7 separate regions of the Mus musculus genome follow, and regions 2, 3, 4, 5, 6 and 7 are each linked to region 1. A link is a contact called in public ChIA-PET, HiChIP or PLAC-seq, Micro-C and promoter capture Hi-C data. All regions are on one chromosome and are shown on one strand. The core of a region is the stretch at or near the end of the contact, and the rest is flanking DNA. Distances in the headings are between cores, read along the strand shown.

The links. Promoter capture Hi-C pulls out the DNA fragments that hold promoters and counts their contacts. A called contact is a pair of places that touch in the nucleus more often than the background predicts. ChIA-PET counts read pairs in DNA pulled down with a chosen protein or histone mark. HiChIP or PLAC-seq counts read pairs in DNA pulled down with a chosen protein or histone mark. Capture Hi-C pulls out chosen DNA fragments and counts their contacts.
Region 2: an H3K4me3 HiChIP or PLAC-seq map of pro-B cells shows a contact between it and region 1, with 5 times the contacts expected there. The contact joins the promoter of Eif4ebp2 here to the promoter of Supv3l1 in region 1. A contact is called at or near these places in 1 of 39 promoter capture datasets (maxillary cranial neural crest), 1 of 484 Hi-C or Micro-C datasets (CD4 T cells) and 2 of 115 datasets of contacts at active chromatin or transcription factors (embryonic stem cells and pro-B cells).
Region 3: a promoter capture Hi-C map of liver shows a contact between it and region 1, with 3 times the contacts expected there. The contact joins the promoter of Dnajc12 here to the promoter of Supv3l1 in region 1. A contact is called at or near these places in 1 of 39 promoter capture datasets (pre-B cells), 1 of 484 Hi-C or Micro-C datasets (CD8 T cells), 3 of 115 datasets of contacts at active chromatin or transcription factors (large pre-B cells, memory CD8 T cells and thymic regulatory T cells) and 2 of 9 other capture datasets (adipose tissue and liver).
Region 4: a contact with region 1 is called in an RNA polymerase II ChIA-PET map of memory CD8 T cells, with 14 read pairs. The contact joins the promoter of Sirt1 here to the promoter of Supv3l1 in region 1. A contact is called at or near these places in 1 of 484 Hi-C or Micro-C datasets (CD4 T cells) and 2 of 115 datasets of contacts at active chromatin or transcription factors (memory CD8 T cells and regulatory T cells).
Region 5: a Micro-C map of embryonic stem cells shows a contact between it and region 1, with 5 times the contacts expected there. The contact joins the promoter of Ppa1 here to the promoter of Supv3l1 in region 1. A contact is called at or near these places in 1 of 39 promoter capture datasets (liver) and 1 of 484 Hi-C or Micro-C datasets (embryonic stem cells).
Region 6: a contact with region 1 is called in a promoter capture Hi-C map of pre-B cells, with 6 times the contacts expected there. The contact joins the promoter of 1700120B22Rik here to the promoter of Supv3l1 in region 1. A contact is called at or near these places in 1 of 39 promoter capture datasets (pre-B cells), 1 of 115 datasets of contacts at active chromatin or transcription factors (memory CD8 T cells) and 2 of 9 other capture datasets (adipose tissue and liver).
Region 7: a promoter capture Hi-C map of liver shows a contact between it and region 1, with 3 times the contacts expected there. The contact joins the promoter of Aifm2 here to the promoter of Supv3l1 in region 1. A contact is called at or near these places in 5 of 39 promoter capture datasets (the SN4741 cell line, cranial neural crest, embryonic stem cells and 2 more) and 2 of 115 datasets of contacts at active chromatin or transcription factors (embryonic stem cells and pancreatic cancer cells).

What each region holds. Positions count from the first base shown.
Region 1 is chr10:62,448,453-62,451,056 of GRCm38.p6, reverse strand. Supv3l1 (suppressor of var1, 3-like 1 (S. cerevisiae)) reads left to right here and starts at 1,319. Exons shown (of 15, transcript NM_181423.3): 1 at 1,319-1,642. The coding sequence starts at 1,372. It overlaps 4930507D05Rik (RIKEN cDNA 4930507D05 gene), which reads right to left and starts at 1,897. Exons shown (of 1, transcript NR_027926.1): 1 at 1-1,897.
Region 2 is chr10:61,451,355-61,453,958 of GRCm38.p6, reverse strand. It overlaps Eif4ebp2 (eukaryotic translation initiation factor 4E binding protein 2), which reads left to right and starts at 1,290. Exons shown (of 3, transcript NM_010124.2): 1 at 1,290-1,557. The coding sequence starts at 1,413.
Region 3 is chr10:63,385,242-63,387,845 of GRCm38.p6, reverse strand. It overlaps Dnajc12 (DnaJ heat shock protein family (Hsp40) member C12), which reads right to left and starts at 1,283. Exons shown (of 5, transcript NM_013888.3): 1 at 1,071-1,283. The coding sequence starts at 1,148.
Region 4 is chr10:63,337,710-63,340,313 of GRCm38.p6, reverse strand. It overlaps Sirt1 (sirtuin 1), which reads left to right and starts at 1,279. Exons shown (of 9, transcript NM_019812.3): 1 at 1,279-1,749. The coding sequence starts at 1,344. RefSeq lists a promoter at 715-1,343.
Region 5 is chr10:61,647,307-61,649,910 of GRCm38.p6, reverse strand. It overlaps Ppa1 (pyrophosphatase (inorganic) 1), which reads right to left and starts at 1,290. Exons shown (of 11, transcript NM_026438.4): 1 at 1,120-1,290. The coding sequence starts at 1,183.
Region 6 is chr10:63,242,830-63,245,433 of GRCm38.p6, reverse strand. It overlaps 1700120B22Rik (RIKEN cDNA 1700120B22 gene), which reads left to right and starts at 1,281. Exons shown (of 2, transcript NR_166111.1): 1 at 1,281-1,547; 2 at 2,170-2,604. It overlaps Herc4 (hect domain and RLD 4), which reads right to left and starts at 1,637. Exons shown (of 25, transcript NM_026101.4): 1 at 1,271-1,637; 2 at 1-16.
Region 7 is chr10:61,713,940-61,716,543 of GRCm38.p6, reverse strand. It overlaps Aifm2 (apoptosis-inducing factor, mitochondrion-associated 2), which reads right to left and starts at 1,281. Exons shown (of 10, transcript NM_001284300.1): 1 at 1,192-1,281.

The DNA.
Region 1 (2,604 bases), core at 70-2,569:
ACATGGGGAAAAAAAAGCCAGCTCTTGTCTGACACACAACCTTTCCCCTTGCTCAGGACTCTTAAGAATCGTCCATCATGGGTCCTTGGTCCAAGAGCTGCACCAATAAACCTGACCTTGTTCGTTTGCCAAATGAACCAAACCCATGAGCCTCTCACCAAGGAGGGTTCTCAAGGAGGCCTACCCATATTATTACTGCAGACTCTGCGGATAGAATAAGTGCAGTTGAGATCGAAAGACCCTCGATCAATTTCAGAGAAGGAAGGCCATTCGAGTTCAGGGTCCGAACTTTGAGGGTTTTGACTTAGCACCAGATGGTTTTAGAGCTTTGACTCCGAAGCCATATCCCGCAACTCATTTTCTGAAATCAGAAAACTTGTCAAGAAGGGATAGAGACAGAGGATTGACCGATGGCGCGGGTTGGAATGAGGACCACCAGACACCGAACGAACGAAGTTGTTACTGGGTCCAATTTTCTAAAAACCGAACGGCTCCTGAACTCAGAAACTAGATGGTGTTGGGGACCTCTCGGCAGAGGACTGAGGGAACGTCGCCACACATGGCTTCCCTCCTAGTGTTTGGCCGGCCAAGAACTGAATGGTCACGCCCAGACGGAACGAACAGAGGCACCTCTTTCCTTACAACTCGGGTGGGACCGAGTGCTGTAGTAGATAGGAGTAAGATCAAACTTTAACCAGGTACACAGAGCATACTTTGTGGTTATAACTTTCGAGATGCGAGGAGTACAAACTGCTCACGTTAACTGAATTCTGCAGCTCATGGTGGAGCACATGCCTAGCTTGCTCATGGCCCCTACATGGAGCCCTAGCACCAAGGAGAGAAGCACGTGTATTGACACACGTGTCACGTAAGCGCCAGTTATCGTACAACCGGATTTCTCTGCAACCCGTCTTGATCTGTAGCAGATCAAGCTACGTCCTCTAACGTTATCCTATCAGGAAACTACGGATATTAATGCACCAATCTTCTTGGAAATGCACTTTAGCGTTTGAAGCCACATGATGCAGGATAGACAGTTTGGTCACATGACGACGCTTGTACGGTTCCCTTCCGCGCATCTGTAACATCCCTTAAGATGCCTGATTACTTTCCCTTCTTTCGAGAAAGACGCTGCCAATTGCCGCAGAAAGAGTGAGAGGATGGGAGCTCGTTTCTGCCACTGTAACGTACAGAGGTCGTGCTCCCACGAAGAGGCGCGCTCCCAACCCTTCCATCTCCTTTTCCTTCAGGCGCACGCGGGGGCAGCCCTGTGTCTCTCTGGGTCCTTTCGCTCCGCGGGCGCCGGAGCTACGTCACCGAGCGGCGCCAGTGGTCCGGATTTTCCCCGGCTCCATTCGAGCCGCGGCCTCAATGTCCTTGCCTCGGTGTACCTTGCTGTGGGCTCGGCTCCCGGCGGGGCGCGGGGCTGGGCCCCGGGCGGCCCCTTGCTCCGCCCTTCGCGCTCTCGTGGGGTCGTTCCCGGGGGCTTCAGGACGCGTTCCCTGCTTGGCCGCCTCCTCCTCTGCCTCTGGTGGCTCCAAAGCCCCGAACACGTCCTTGTTCGTGCCGCTGACGGTGAAGCCTCAGGGTCCCAGCGCCGATGGCGACGTGGGCGCGGAGCTCACTCGGCCTCTAGACAAGAGTGAGTGCTGGAGCCTCCCGGCAGAGCGGCAGGGTCTGCAGCCTGGGCCTACATAGTGCAATGTCTGTTCCTTTTTGGAGCCCTTAGCACCCGAGCCTAAGTCATATTTAGTCTCTTCTGTAGTTGACATTGACCGTTCTCTTCGGTCGAGGAGGTTAAGAGTTTTGTCCCTAAGTGGTGCGCCGCTTGTGCTCCTAGAGTCCTCATGGAGGGATTAAACAGTGAGGACTTGCCATTGACCTGATGTGGATGTCTAACGATGTTAAAATTCCATCTGGTTGCCAAGACAACGGGTCTCAGATCCGGATTTCTCAATAAATTTACTCTCCCACGAGACAGACCTGAATTTAAATACAAGATAAAAGTTGATAAAACTGTCTTTGCCAAAAAGTAGTATCGTCCCAGGTTCCAGAGATGAATAAAAAAAAAACCTTTAGCATCACTGGGTTGAAGTGAGTTTTGTCCTACCTGCATTTGGGTGAGCTTGACAATGGGAGGGTGAAAGGTTTCTTTTCACCAAATGACATTCTTAGAGACTGAAAGAAAACCACATTTCTTTTAGGCACAAGCTGTCTTCCTGGCTCTTCAACAAGCAATATTGATGCTTCCTATTGTGACTTTAAAATATAGGCTTCATGTTGGGAGTCAGAGGCAGAGGATGGCAAGTTCAATACCAGCCTGGGCTACAGAATGAGTTCAAAACAGGCTTGGAAAACTTAAGAGAGGTCCTATTTCAAAATAAAAAAATTAAACAAGGTTTCTCTGTGTGGCTTTGGCTGTCCTGGAATGTGCTCTGTAGACCAGGCTGGCCTCAGACTCACAGAGATAGGCCTGTGTCTGCCTGCCGAGTCCCTGGATCAAAGGCCTGGGCTACCTGCACCTCCAGGCAGCAGAGTGTTCTTTTTTAATGTGCTTGAAGATATAACCCTGGGATATATGCCTTGCCAAGCACGCAGTGCCGT
Region 2 (2,604 bases), core at 41-2,540, 1.0 Mb after region 1:
AACCCTTAGTTCATCGTGTACGCATTGCTTTCCTTTAATAATGAGCAATTAAAATTATACTTCTTAAAATAACTTTGATTAGCTGGGTGTGGTGGTGCACGACTTTAATCCCAGCACTCAGGAGGCAGAAGCAGGTGGATTTCTGAGTTCGAGGCTAGCCTGGTCTACAAAGTGAGCTCCAGGACAGCCAGGATATACAGAGAAACCCTGTCTCGAAAAACCAACCAACGAAACAAACAAACAAACAAACAAACAAAAACTTTGATTACATTTATTTATTTATGGGCAGGCAGATGGGTGCTCATGGACTAGTGGAGAAGTCAGAGGATAACTTGGGAGAGTCGGTCTCCCCTTTCACCTTGTGGCTTCTGGGTGGTGGAACTCAGGTCTGCAGGCTTGGTGACAAATGCCTTTCTTTACCTGCTGAGCCATCTTGTGGGCTCCCAGAGTTATAATTTTTTAAAAAGATTTATTTATTTATTTTATGTATATGAGTACGCTGTAGCTGTCTTCAGACACATCAGAAGAGGGCATCGGATCCCATTACAGATAGTTGTGAGCCACCATGTGGTTGCTGATTTGAACTCAGGATCTCTAGAAGACAGTGCTCTTAACCACTGAGCCATCCCTCCAGCCCGAGTTATACTTTTAATGGTTAGATATAGATGGGAATATGAAGTAAGCCCTAAGAAAGTACTGTTAGTCCACACTTACACACCACAAACAATTACACACACACACACACACACACACACACACACACACACACACACACACACACACACACACACACACACACACACACACACACACACACACACACACACACACACACACACACACACACACACACACACACACACACACACACACCCCGCTTCCCCCCCCTCCCGCGTGCCTTAATCACCTACACTCAGCTTCACTGGGAGTCTATTATGTTCCTCTGAACTCAGCCCCGCCCCTCAAAGTCCCGCCCACCCTAAGGCTCCACCCTTCAACACTTCCTTTTTCCCGGATTTCCGGGTTCACCCTCTGCCTCTAGCCTTCGGCTGCCTCAGTCACGCCCCCAGCTACCCGCCCACTCGCCTCAGACACGCCCTCCAACGTCACGTCCGGCTTCCATATTGTCCCTCCCTCTACTACCCCTTGCTCCCGCCTTCGACCGCTTCCGGTAGTCATCGTTGCCGCTGCTGCCGCTGCTGCTCCTGCTGCTGCTGAGGCTGCAGGCGGAGGCCGGAGGACCGGGCGGCGGCGGCGGCGGCGGCAGCGGGAGCGGTATCGCAGCGGGACGACCGGGCGAGAGCAGGCGAGTTGAGAGCCGAGCGTGAGGAGCCAGAGCCGCCCGGCCCCGCCGCCGCCGCCGCCGCCGCCGCCGCCGCTGCTGCACAAAGCCTCGAGCCCGCGTCGGAGCCATGTCCGCGTCGGCCGGTGGTAGCCACCAGCCCAGCCAGAGCCGCGCCATCCCCACGCGCACCGTGGCTATCAGCGACGCCGCGCAGCTACCTCAGGACTACTGCACCACGCCCGGGGGGACGCTGTTCTCCACAACGCCGGGAGGTGAGCCGCGCCCGGCCTGCCCGCCATCACGGCTGGCGCGTGGCACTGCATGCTCGACCAACAGCTTCCTCCCCGCTGCCCGTACGGTGTGCTGCAGACCGTGCATTCTGCGCAGCGGGGCTTGCCTCTGGAGCTGTCCTACGGGCTTTGGGGAGAGGGAAGTCGGGGAGACGGACCTGGCGCGGAAGCCTAAGATGACTGGTCTGGCTGCGCCGAGAGTTCCGAGACGAGGCTGGCATGCACTCTGCATGCCTCGCCCAGTGTTAGCCTCCTTTGACAGCATTGTTTACTTTGTTAGAGGAGTCATCAAAGGTTGGGGGAGCCCCAGCTCCCACAAGTGGGACGTGTAAAATAGCTCCTTTGGTATCCAAGAAGTTGTTGGCTTTGGTAGAGGCGCTGTCAGGTTTCAGATCAGGGCTTTCGAAGAGCGGTTTTAAAGGTGCTTTGTCAAACAGCACACACTAGTCGGGTTAGGTTGCTTGATCCTAGGGAAAGGGCTTGTAGAAAAAAGCGATGCAAAGGGAGGTTCCTGAAGTTGCTTTTCAAAAGATGGCCGGGATCCGTTTACTATCACTGGAGAAGAGGTAAATAAAGTATGTTGAATTGGTCACGAGAGGAGGAAGCGCAAAGGTTGTTTGTCTCTTTTCTGGGCTGTTCTCTAAGAGGGAGGAGCCTGGAAGGGGTTCTTCCGGTGCCTTCATGAAGGGAACTGGCTTTCTGTCCCTAATCTCAGAACTTTGCCTTCTTTTGGTGACCCCGGGGGCTGGGCTTCAGCTAGAGGGTGAAGATTTGGTTAGCAGCCCTTACAGTCTATAGATCGCTGATCATGAGACAGGACTCCTAACCAATCACTTAAAAGTGGGCCTGGCCATCCTGGAATCTTGTGCAATTGGAAGGCACAGAGTAAGGGGACCTTGCCAACACCAAGAGACAGCAGTCCAGAAGGCTGTGTGTGGTAGTTAGGGCTGTGACCCTACTACTCCAGAAAGACGGGGTAGGAGAATGGCAGTTTAAGGCTAGCCCTGGCAATATAATGAGTTCCAAGGC
Region 3 (2,604 bases), core at 34-2,533, 940 kb before region 1:
CATGGTGGCACATGCCTTTAATCCCATCACCTATGAGGCAGAGGCAAGTTATGTCTGTGAACCATGGCCAACTTGATCTACATGCTGAGATGGTGAGTTCCAAGCCAACTCTGTCTCAAAAACAAAAACAAAACAAAACAAACAAAAAAGTAATGCAGGCTATATGACAGAGTAAGTATCCCTACTCAGCCAAATAGAACCCAAATGCACATACATATATACATACAGGCATGCATGCATGCACATAAAACAAAAATAATAAGTCTTTAAAAGAATAACACATTTGGCTGGGCGTGGTGGCTCACGCCTTTAATCCCAGCACTCGGGAGGCAGAGGCAGGCGGATTCCTGAGTTCGAGGCCAGCCTGGTCTATAAAGTGAGTTCCAGAACAGCCAGGGCTATACAGACAAACCCTGTCTCGAAAAAAAAAAGAATAACACATTTGTCTCAAGTATATGATGTCTAAGGGAAGCATTACTTTCTTTAAAAGAAAAATCTCCCACCAGATATGACATCTAACTTGATTTGATTTGAAATTATAATGGTATTTAATACCATTTGAGGTTATAATGGTACTATAAAATCCATGAGACTTTCTCTGAACGAGGAGACTACAGACAGGGGGCCCCGCCTCCTGAGCTCTAAATCGCAGCCTTTACTTAGGCAGTGGCTCTCAACCTTCCTAATGCTGCGACTCTTTAGTACAGTTCCTCACGTTGCGGTAACCCCCAACCATAAAATTATTTCGTTGCTACTTCATAACTGTAATTTTGCTGCGTTTATGAATTGTAATTAAAAATATTTGATGTGCAGGATATCTGATATGCGACCCCAAGTCCGTAGCAACCCACAGGTTGAGAACCGCTGCTCTAAATAAATAAAAACTGTATGTGGTCCCTCTCCCAGCTAATACTTTGAAGTTCGGAGTCCTTTCCTCAAATTAACCAGCAAGCATTTTAATCCTTCACTTTCTCCGAGCCGAAACTCCTTCCAAATGGTACGAGGTTGGAGTTCCAGGAGACGTGGCTGATCTCAAAGGCGACCTGGTGAGAACCTGCAACCCTGCTTACCGAGGAGAGCTCATCGCATCCCAGCAAGGCGTAGTAGTCCTCGCTGCCCTCCGGCCTGTAGTTCAGTATCGCGTCCATTTACAGCGGATGAGTCAGTCCTCTCCGACGCCACCGACACTGTGAGCTCCGGGGCGACAGCAAAGCTCTTTACATTTCAGCAGGACTTTCCAAACCAGCGAGCACCCAGACGTCAAGCCAGCCCTTTGCAAACACAGCTTCTCATTGGCTGTTTGCCCAGGATCGAGCCTGCCATGCGGGGCTGCTGGGATCTGTAGTTTGGGGTTTGTTGTTGCTGTTGGGTTTTTTGTTGCTGTTGTGTTTTGTTGTTGTTGTTGTTGTTGTTGTTGTTGTTGTTGCTGCTGCTGCTGCTGCTGCTGCTGCTGCTGCTGCTGCTGCTGCTGCTGCTGCTGCTGGTGATGCTATTGTTTGTCGTTGATGTTGTTTTGGTTTGGTTTGGTTTGCTCTTTACTTTTTGCTTTCATTGAAAAAATTTGTTTCATACAATATATATTCTGATTATGGTTCCCCGGTCCCAACTCCTCCCAGATCCTCCCCTCTCCTTCACTCACCCAACATCTCGCCTTTTTTTTTCCCCCTTCTCTCGTTAGAAAACAAATTTTAAAAACTAAAATAAAAGAATTTAGAGAAAAATAATGGAAGAAACACATGCAAACAAAATCTATAAAATTAAAAACACGGGCTGGAGACATGGCTCAGCGGTTAAGAGCACTGACTACTCTTCCAAAGGTCCTGAGTTCAATTCCCAGCAACCACATGGTGGCTCACAACCATCTGTAATGGGATCTGATGCCCTCCCTCTTCTGATGTGTCTGAAGACAGCTACAGTGTACTCACATATATAAAATGAATGAATTAATCTTTAAAAAAAATTAAAAACACAAACTGGGAAACCATAACATACCAGCAGAAGGCCAGTAATTTTTTTTTATGCAATATAAAACAAAAAGGCTTTAAAAAATACCATTGTCAGCAACCACATGGTGGCTCATAACCATCCATAATGAGATCTGATGCCCTCTTCTGGTGTGTCTGAATACAGCTACAGTGTACTTACATATAATAAATAAATAAATCTTTTTTAAAAAATACCATTGAGTTTGTTCTGTGTTACCCGTTTCCTGCTGGGCACGGAGCCCACCCTTAAGTGTGCCTAATATACCCAGTGAGACCCCGCTACAGAGAACTACTTTTTCCTTGATGATATCAACTGAAGATGGCTTGTTGGTTAGGGATGGGAGGCCATCTCTACTTCCCCTCTCAGTGCTGGGACCTCATCTGGCTTGAACACGGACAGGCCTGTGTGTGCTCTCACAGTCTCTGTGAGGTCCTATGTGCCTCGGTGGAGTTTGAGTATTGACATGGTGATTTTTTTTTTTCCTATTAGCTAATCGGAAGTCAGTTTTGACAATTTAGTGTAAAACTGTTACTAATTTATTGTACCTCTGTTACTTGGATAGTTTTTTTTTTAACCTATTTTTTTAAGAGACAGAAGAAAATGTGAAGCAAGTTTTTA
Region 4 (2,604 bases), core at 30-2,529, 890 kb before region 1:
TGTGTTTACCAAAAGCAGGTGTCAGATCTGAAGGTATGAGCTGTCATGTGGATGATGGGAGTCAAACCTAGGGCCTCTGCAGGAGCAACAAGTGCTGTTAACTACAGAGCCATTTCTACAATTCTAGAAGTAAGATTATTTTTTCGAGACAGGGTTTCTTTGTGTAGCCTTGGCTGTCCTAGTGAACCTCCTCCTGTCTCCTCCAGCTTGCTGGGATTAAAGGCCTGTGCCACCATCAACTGCCTAGGATTTTAAAACTAATGTCATTTACTTTAAACCTGACTAGCTGATTTCTCATGGTCTATCGTTTTAAATTTCGTTTTTGAGACGAGGTCTTATGTATTCCAGGCCTTTTTTGAACTTCCTAAGTAGTTGGAGATTACCTTCAACTTACCCTCCTTCCTCCCTCTCTCTAGGGCTTCGGGGTTGTCTGGCAAGCGTGACTTTACAACTGAGCTACAGTCTCTTTCGGTCCTGGCCCTGTCATTTTAGAGATGATTAAAAACTGGGCTTAGAAAAGGTTCAGTCAATCGCCCAAGTCACAAGAGCCCAGGCCCAATCTGACTCTTAACACAGAAGTTTGTGGAGAACCAACCACTCTCCCTTCTGTCCTCTCTCTTGCTGCCCCAAGAGATGAATTTTACCAAAGACTAAAGCGAGGTACAGAGGACCTGGTGGGTCCAGAGAGCAGATAGGGCGGGTCCTCAATCGCCAGATCTTTCCAGGAGGGCAACAGGCCCCGAGGGCTGGCTTGGGCATTCCATTGCACTTGAGAAGGGAGATTGGGAGAGAGCGCAAACTTCCTGAGGAGAGACCACAGGGGTAACCTGAGGAAGAGCTGTCACAGAGCAAGGGCAAGGCAGGTGGAGGAGTTCTCCTCAGGAAGGCCGGCGTCGGCCAGGTTGGGCTCTCCAGAGCCCCTGAGGTAAAAGCCGACTTGAGGCGAAGAGGCGCAGGCAGGCAAGGTGCACGCGTGAGGCCCAGGTGGGAAGTGGCGGCGCCATCGCAAACTTGAACCACCGCGGCGATCCCGGACGAGCAAGCGAGCGAGCGAGCGAGCGAGCGAACGGGTCGGGCGGGCGGGAGGCGCCAGAGGCCGCTGAGGGGAGCCGAGCCGCCCTGGGTGGGGCCGGGAAGGGCCCAGGCCGCGGGCGGCGCCCGGCCACGTGACCCGGCGTGTTGTGGTCCGGCCCGCGTGGGTGGCGGGAGAGGCGCGGGGGCGGGGAGGGGCGGGTCACGTGACGGGGTTTAAATCTCCCGCAGCCGAGCCGCGGGGGCGCCAGTGCCGCGCGTCGAGCGGAGCAGAGGAGGCGAGGGCGGAGGGCCAGAGAGGCAGTTGGAAGATGGCGGACGAGGTGGCGCTCGCCCTTCAGGCCGCCGGCTCCCCTTCCGCGGCGGCCGCCATGGAGGCCGCGTCGCAGCCGGCGGACGAGCCGCTCCGCAAGAGGCCCCGCCGAGACGGGCCTGGCCTCGGGCGCAGCCCGGGCGAGCCGAGCGCAGCAGTGGCGCCGGCGGCCGCGGGGTGTGAGGCGGCGAGCGCCGCGGCCCCGGCGGCGCTGTGGCGGGAGGCGGCAGGGGCGGCGGCGAGCGCGGAGCGGGAGGCCCCGGCGACGGCCGTGGCCGGGGACGGAGACAATGGGTCCGGCCTGCGGCGGGAGCCGAGGGCGGCTGACGACTTCGACGACGACGAGGGCGAGGAGGAGGACGAGGCGGCGGCGGCAGCGGCGGCGGCAGCGATCGGCTACCGAGGTGAGTCCGCGCGCGCTGCCGCGCAGCCGCGTCCCTCCGCGTCCCCGCCTGTGACCCGGTCCCAGGTTGCCCAGGGCCCCGAGAGCTCCGCGGGCTCCGCGGCGGCGGCGGCGGCAGCGGCGCAGCTCGGCCCTGGCTCGGCCGCGCGCCGCCGAGCTCGCCGGCCCTGCTGCGGAGCCGCGCGCGGACTCGCCGCTCGCCTGGGCCGCCTTGCGCTGCTGCGCGCAGTCGCCGGGACCGCGGTTCTCGCAGTTTGGCGTTAGAGTGAAGTTTTCCCTCCCTCGGTTTGGTTTCCCTCCCGATGCGCCTTTAGTGAAGTTATAGTTTTCCTCACTGCACACTTTGCTTTGCGACTTTGGGGCTGTCCCGTGGATCGACATGCGATTTCGTTTTGCAAACTGACACCTGTGTTGCTTTTTTTTTTTTTTTTCTTTTTTGGATAGACCTATGTCTTTTTTTGAAGTTAGAAATTTTAATACACCAAAGCTATTTCTTGAGACACAGTCTAAAAAATGTAAGGAAATGGCTATTCCTAAAAATGTTGCTTTTCTGCGATTGCATTTATCACTTCGATATAGAGGAGTTATAGTTGTACTGTACTTTCGTAAGTTTTCTTTTCCTTTCAAAATCATGCTCGCAACATTTTTAGATTAACAAACCTGAAACAAACCTGCTTGGTTTTGCCCTATTGACGCCAAACGTTTGGGTTACTTTTTTGTTTTGTTTTTGTAATAATGCCACTTATCGTCTTCCTGAAAAGCTTTGTACAGAATTTATCAGAGTCTGTCAGTGCCCTTGTAGATGTTTGTGGCTCGTATAATGGTGCCATGAATTAAAAAACAACAAAACGTGTTA
Region 5 (2,604 bases), core at 41-2,540, 800 kb after region 1:
GGAAAAAATACTCAGAAATTTATCCTTTTTAAAAAGTGCAAAGAGCGAGAACTAGTTAAATTACATAGTGGTACTAAATTTAGTGTTTCTTAAGTTCCAGAGAGCCCATTTGATAGACTTCAGCCTAATCCAAAGTCAAGGAGTGGCTTTGCTCTCTACCCACAACCATCAAATACTTACCACCAATACATTAAATACATTAAAAGCAGTGTGTTTATTCTGCACATATAGCTTGAAGACAATTCCCAGTGACCCAAAGGGTCACTTTAAAGGACACTGAAAAACCTGAAGCCAACACTATTTCCATGGCGAAGTTTCTGCTAGGCACTCTCTGTTCATTCTTTCAGGAATGTCTGTTTGCCCTGTCCTGAGATTGCTGCCCATCCCTTCTAAATAAACACAAAGAGGTTACAAACTGGAAGGGCCTTTGCTAACAGCATCGCAAACCTCTGTTAGCACCATGAATGTATGTATATACCTACAAGCTAAGGGCTTCCAGGAGAAACCCAGGTAGCTTGCAAGCACCTATCAGGAAAAGGTGACACACGTGGAAGGCCGATCGACTCCGCCTTTCTGAGTGCAGGGCAGGGGTTGGATGCGGGGGTAACTAGTGGGTTCCGGCACCAGGGTTAAGAACCTGGCTGTTCTCCCACCAGGTCCTTAGCTAGACGTCACCTGTCTGTCTAGGGAGGCAAAGCTTTCGGTTTCCTAGAAGCACTCCCGGCCATCAGGGCTTCAGAGAAGCCTCACCACAATAAGGCTAGTGCCGGGAAGACCTGGGCCTCAGTTTCCCATCTCTTACAACACCGGGGAGGACTCGATCCTGTTCGGCACCGAATTAAGGTCTTGAGGAAATCTCTGTCCTCCAGCCGGCGATCCTGAGGACAATCCTCTTAGGCGGTCGGTATCACCTCCGGGCACCTTCTAAGGGTGACTCAGTGGTTTCCTTTCCCCATGTGGCCCAAGTTCGAATGTGTGGAGGGAGCGCTCGCGGTGGGCACTGGGATGGCGGCCCTCGCTGGTCCCGCCGCCCGCCAGAGGGAAGGGGACGCGTCCGCCCGCCCGCCCGCTCGTTCTGGAATGAATGGGCGACCCGGCCCTCGGCCTCACGCCACTCACTGAGGAAGACGCGGTACTCGAGGGTGAAGGGCGCGGCGCGCTCCTCGCTGCTGAAGCCGCTCATGGTGTCGGAGATGCACCGCCGCCGCCGCTGCACAGCCACACAACCACACAGCCCAGACCCGGAGCCGCTGTACGGAGGAGAAAGCCCGCGCCTGCGTACCACGAGCTGGCCCGCCGGTCGCCGGCGCCGTGCCTTTAATGCGTGGGGCTCGCCTTGTACCCTGCCCCGCCCCGCCCACCCGCGCAGGCGCACTCTGCGCGACGCGCCTCCTCACGCCCCGCCCCCGGTTCGCAACCTGGGCCACGTGGCAGGCGCCGGCTGCCCTCTGGAAGCGGACTGCGGGTTGGCGGCTCCGCTGGGACAGAACGCTGGTTACTCTCCTGAGGCTTGCGGGTCGCTCACCTTTGATTTCTCTCTCTCAGGTCCTGCAGAGCAGTTCCTTATCTCGGAAGGCCTTGATAAGCCACCTGTTCCCCAGGCAGTCTTGTCTTTTCTTGTTTGGGTTTCTCATAGATCTTCATCTGCCTCCCAGAAGCTGGGAGTGTGCTACCAGCCCCCCACCCCCGGCCCAGGGCCATCTTCATTAAAGTTGAGAGTTTGGCTGACTGGGCTCTGAAAACTATAGGCTGTGACTAATGTTTTCCCAAGTGGTAGGCAATGGACAAATTTGCTTTTACTAATCTCCCTGATTCAGTTTCTCATCTGAATTGTTGGGTGGGTTCTGCTTGGACCAGACTCAAGCTGATTACTCCTGAACTCCCCAGATACCGCAGATTTCTCTCCCCACTCCAGATCCACTGGGACTTGAAATTGAAGCTCTGGGAAGACCCAGGAGTGTGCACAGAACCCCTTGAGGACGTTTCTCAGGAGTAGCTTCTCGGAGCTTGTTTTCCTAGTTCTATTGCACCACCCATTGAAGTCCAGGCTGTATCCCTCAGAGTGTGCTGTGGACGTTGGGAACTTTCACAGTCCTATAAGGTTGTGTGTGTGTGTCTGTCTGTCTTTGTGTATCACAACTCTAATTATAAGCCACATATAGCGTCTCACACCTGTAGCCCCAGACCTCAGGACGCTGACTTTCTGAGACCAACCTGAGCTACGTAGTGAGTTCTGAGCCACCCCATGCTACAGTATGAGACTATCTTAAAAATAAGACAAATCTAACCCAGGAAATTATCCACATTTTTTTAAAAAGCAAATTTTAAATTATGATAGACAGAATATCTTTCTAAAATATTTCTTAACTATTTATCTCAAAGACAGTTTCCTTTCAACTATTTTCAAAACAATCTCTAATATATAAATGGAATGCATAAACCACGTATTAAGTGGAAGCCTAAGAAAGTTAATTTCTAAATTGGCACGGTGGTGTATACCTGTAGCTGCAGCACTTGAGAAGCAAAAGTAGGAAGATCATGAATTCAAGGTCATCCTTGGCCAGTCTGGACTACATGAGACTCCCGCCTCAAAAATAAATAAAT
Region 6 (2,604 bases), core at 32-2,531, 790 kb before region 1:
AAATGGAAGTTCTTATCTGTAACATAAATAAAAACAATAATGGAACTTTAGAAAAAAAATAACAATTTAAAGTAGACTATTCTCATTATTTGTACTAATAAGCTATGTACAAAATTAGAAATTATCAAGTCGTAATTTCAAACAATCGACTCCATTTTATAAGTCAAAATGCTAAGGTCGAGAACTCACTCTACTAATTTAATTTTAAAACCAAATCAATGTGATTATAATACATACCTCTAGGAAAATTACTTAAAGATGAAAAACAATCACAGGACTGCTGAGTTTTTTTTCCAAACAAGACCAGGTTGGAGGCAGGGTTAACTTTTGATAGGAAAATCTATATAACTTCTGCGCTTGAAAGACATACATTAAGGGGCTGAGAGATGTCTCTTTTAAAGGATCCTGATTCAATTCCCAGCACCCACATGGCTGCTCTCTGTGTGTAACTCCTCCCAGGGAATCAATCCTACGCCCTCTACTGGCTTCCTGCACTACGGGCACGCATGGTGCACAAACAAGTGAGGGAATCCTCCATTAACATTAAAAAAAAAAAAAAAACCCTTTACATTTCTTTAAAAAGCATGGTGCATTAAGAAGCATTAATAGAAGTCAGTCTTATCCTTGCTGTCCAAAATCACCTAAATTCCTTTCGCTGAATCTGAGGTTTCAAAACATAATTTTCTTGCATTTATGTTTATTTAGAAAGTGCCGAAGCTGTCTCACTCCACTCCTATCAGAAAAAGTTTGGGACACCAAAACTCGAAAGTTCCAGAGAGTTCTGCATTGTCTTTCCCTATCTCTCTCTCTGTGTTTTCAAGGCTAGCATCAGACAGGAACATAGCTCCGATTTCAATGCGCTTCGTTTGGGTACCCTTTTTTTTTTCCTCCAAAAAGTCAGAACCAGTATGGGAAAGACGTTCTCTCGCCAGCAACAGGTAGGAGAACGCAAGGCAGTTTGGTTTCCTCTTTCTCTGACCATGCACCTCACGATCAGCTCCCGCGGCCCGGGGCAGAGGAATGGTCTGCACACACCCAGCCTCACGGGCCGGCCAGCCAAACTCCCGCAGCTACCTATGGGCGAGCCGGGGAGAGGGTTCACCCCACCGGGCTCAGCCCCACGGCCTCGGCCCCAGGGAGACCCTTTCCCCGAGGGCGGTGCACCACTCCGGCCCCGGAAAACGTTGAGGACGCTGGCGCCCTTCCCCAAGGCCCCAGCGGAGCTCGCCTCCGTCACACTACCCCGAACCCACGGGGGGCAACGACTCACCGGGTCTCTCAGGGCAGGGAGAGCCCTAAGCGATGGAGGACGGACGCTCCCTGGACCTCTGGGCGGCTCTCCAGCTCCCAAGACCTTCCTCCTTCAGCCGGCCGCGGCGATTACCACGGCTCCTCCGACGTCCCCGACCGCAGCTCCGCTGCCTCTGCTGCCCGGCTCGCCCGTGAAACTTTCCCAGGCTCCTCCGAGAAACGCTGCCGCCAGCACTCTCCGGACCGAGAGACAAGCCGTCAGCGACCCGGATGGAGCGGGAGGGGAAGGGCTGGCGGTGAGCAGGGCGGAGACCACGAGGGGTGGAGAGAGCTGAGGGAGAGGCTGGCGACGAGGGAGAGCCAGGCGACAAGGGAGAGGGGCGGTGGTTTCGCGGGGGAGGGGGGAGGGGAGGGGCTGGCCGGAAGTGAGCCGGGGAGCATGCGCGACCCCGCCCACTTCCCCATTCGTGCGCCTGCGCGGGAGACCTCCCAGGGTTCGTCTGATCCAGGAGCCTGCGCAGTGTTGCGGTTCCCTGCTCTAAGACGCTAATGCAGCCGGCTAGGGCTAGAAGCTGTCAAATGTATTTTCTTTCTTCCTCTTCTTCTTCTTCTTCTTTTTTTTTTTTGTTCTTGTCCGTGTGTTTTTAACAATGCTTCGGCGTTGACAAGTGAAAATTTCATTTTGGTTTGTCTTTCTGCTTGGAGGGTTTTAGCCTTTTCATAATTTTATTCTACCTTTCCTAATTTTGGTTTTGAAGTAGCAGACGAAACCATCACAAATACGGTTAGAAAAGCCGATGATGACTCATTTTAAACCCTTAAACTCATCTGAACCTAATTTGAACATGTAAGATATATTGCTAGCAATGGAGCAATGGCTTAGTCTAATCTTACTGAATGTCAACATCTTTGCTTCAGGTTCCGGAACAGTGTTGGCTCACGTTTTCAGCTAACTTCTTGGAAGATACGAGGTTAAATTACCCAAACTCTTTCACTCAGAGAAAAACAGGGCTTACAGCTACAGTTCCTGCTTCATGAAAACGAAATCCAGATTTCACAGGCCAATTTTAACATCATCTTGATACTAAATCTGTGTGTGTTGTGGTCTCAAAAAAGGACCCAGTGAATGAATGGAGGACAATTTGTTGGAACAAGAAAAAGATTTGCTCGGTAAGCCGCCAAGACCAAGAGCATGGAGTAGCTTGCTGACATTTTAACCTTTTAAACAGAGGTTCCATGCTCTCTTTATCCTTAGGAGGAAACTCCGTAGCTATCAATCTCTGAGTGTGTGTCAATCGTGAAGAAGTGGGGAGGGGCGGGGGGTAGTCCCATGCTAAACAACTGTACTGCTAG
Region 7 (2,604 bases), core at 32-2,531, 730 kb after region 1:
CTCAATAGGCTATGATATCTGTCCCCTCTTCCACTGGGGAAGGGAGGCGATGGCTCCCCTCTTTGGACACCAAAGACCAGGCTGAGAGTGAGCACTCTAGGGACAGCTGCTGAGGAATGCACCCCTAGATATACCGTTGAAAAACACCCCATGCTAAAAGGGACTGGCTGATAGAATGAAGAGGAGAAGGAAAAGAAGCACTCACTTTGGCATAGACACTCCTGCACTCAGACACACACACACACACACACACACACACACACACACACCCCAAGTGACCTGCCCATCCCTGGCCATTGCCAACCTGCATCTCCCTCCAGACAAGGCCCACTGGCTGTACAGTACTTGATAGGCCCAGCTCTAGTGAACAGGAGGTGACTTAGGCCAGTGTTGACATGCAGTCCCTTGAGAGTGTGGCTGAGCACTTGGGGTGTGTTGGCAGGGGACACAGGCTCATGTTAGAAGCTGATGCTAGCCTTGGTTCATAGGTGCTGAGTGGGGAGATCTGGAAGTTTCTTTCCAAACTACACCTGTCCTCCCCCGGGGGCCTCAGCTCTTAAGACAGCTGAGCATTCCCCCCCCACACCCCTAAATCCCAGGGTCAAAATTATCTTAGTGAGCTATGGGGATGTGTGGAGTGTGTGGTCTTGGAAAGAACAGGGTGCCTGGGAAGAGGGGGAGGAGGGAGGAAGAAAGAGTAAGAGAGAGGGAGAGTGGGAAAGGGAAAGAGAGAGGGGGAGGAGAGAAAGAGAGAGAGGGAGAGAGAGAGAGAAGAGAAGGGGATTCAGTCATTGCTGGTCTCGCTTTTTCTAACAGAACCCCTATTTCACAGGGGGGCGGGGTGAAGCAGGCCTCCAATGCACCCCTGGGTAACCCTACTCACTTTCTCTGAGATTCCTAAGGGTCTCCCGCTGCACTCAGACACCTCAGTCCTTCTGTCTGAGACCCTCCCAAGATCAAGGCCACGCCTGCCCCGCTACCCCTGCGCGTCCTGCTTCCCCCTCCCAAGACCCCAAGTTCTTCCCGGACAGATTTAGCGGACATTGAGGAGCAATGAATCCCGAGGAACCTGGTCCTCCGGACCGGCGTTAAGTATCCTAGGCAACGGCCCCCTCCTAATTCCGCGGCCCCTGTCATGCCCCTAGTGTACCCCACGCCGCGCGAGGGAACAAGGATCCCCAGTGACCTCACCTGTAGCGGTCCTTGGTCCTCGCGTCTTCCGGCGCTGAGGCCCCGTGTCGGGGCGTGCCCATCACTGTCTCCGGGTCGCAGCCCCGCCCCGAGCCCCGCCCCCGAGCCCCGCCCCTCCCGCTGCCCTGGAACTGACCTTGACCGCCTACCAGCCGCTCCCTACTTGGACACTCCCAGCGCTGATGCAGCCTAGCTAGCCTCTCAGCCTGCCAAGATCCTGCGCCTTAGTTTTGCCAGGGGTTTCTGGGAGACAACCGAGAGCCTCCCCAACACACACACACACACACACACAAACACACACACACACACACACACACACACACACACACACACACACACACTAGCTTTGCCATCTGCACACATGTGCATACGGACTGAGCGCCTGCTGTTCGCCCAGTCTTTGGTCCTGCACTGGAGCTTTAAAATGGAGAGCGGAACCGGTATATCCTTTGGTTATATGGTAGCCTGGAGAAAGAAGGGGTTTAACACAAGACTCAGGAGCTGTTTGCCTATCCTGAGTGCCCTGGATTTCTTACCCACAGAAGCAGAGCACGGTGGTGCATACCTGTAATCCTAGCATTTAGGAAGTAGAGGCAAGAGGGTTAGAAATTGGCTACTGAGTCCACTTTGGACTTCCTGAGATCCTGTCAAAAAAATGAAGCCATCAAACCACCACTGCTGACAGACTGCAGTGGTGCAGCCTTTAATCCCAGCACTAGGGAGGCAGAGGCAGGAGGATGTCTGTTGAGTTTGAGGCCAACTCGGAGCAAGTTCCAGGACATCCAGGGGCTACACAGAGAAACCAGGTCTCAAAAACCCTACAAAACAAAACAACAACAACAAGAAGACAAACAAAACACTACCACATCTCCTGTCACCTACTGCTGTAAGGAAGCTTGGAGATCAAAAAGTATTCAGGCCTCTCTCCCATACTGAAGTCAGCCCTGAGCAAGGGAGAGAAGCAAGCATGTGTGCCAAGTCACAGAAGGATGCCAGAGATAGGAAAGCCAGAGCATTCGAAGCTACATAGGGGAACGATAGGGCATCTGTCTCCAAGCAGATATTGTCCCCTACCCTAGGGGCAGTAGGCAAGTGTCCGTGAGGTCACGTACATACCTGAGCAGGGTGTACTAACTCATGCTTGTACCCACAGCCACTGGGGAGGCTGAGACAAGGAGGTTTACAAGTTCAAGGATATCCTGGGCTACAGTGAGAGACCCTGTCTCAAACATACATAGGCAGTAGGTAGCATTTCTTTATTTGGTTGGTTGTTTTGTTTTGCTTTGAACACTTGTTTTGATGAGAATTTCACACATGAACATTTCCATCATTTCCATCCTGTCTTCTATAATTGCTACTGTTGCACACACAGAAACAGACAGAGACAGAAGCTACCTGAAGGGCTCCAACAGG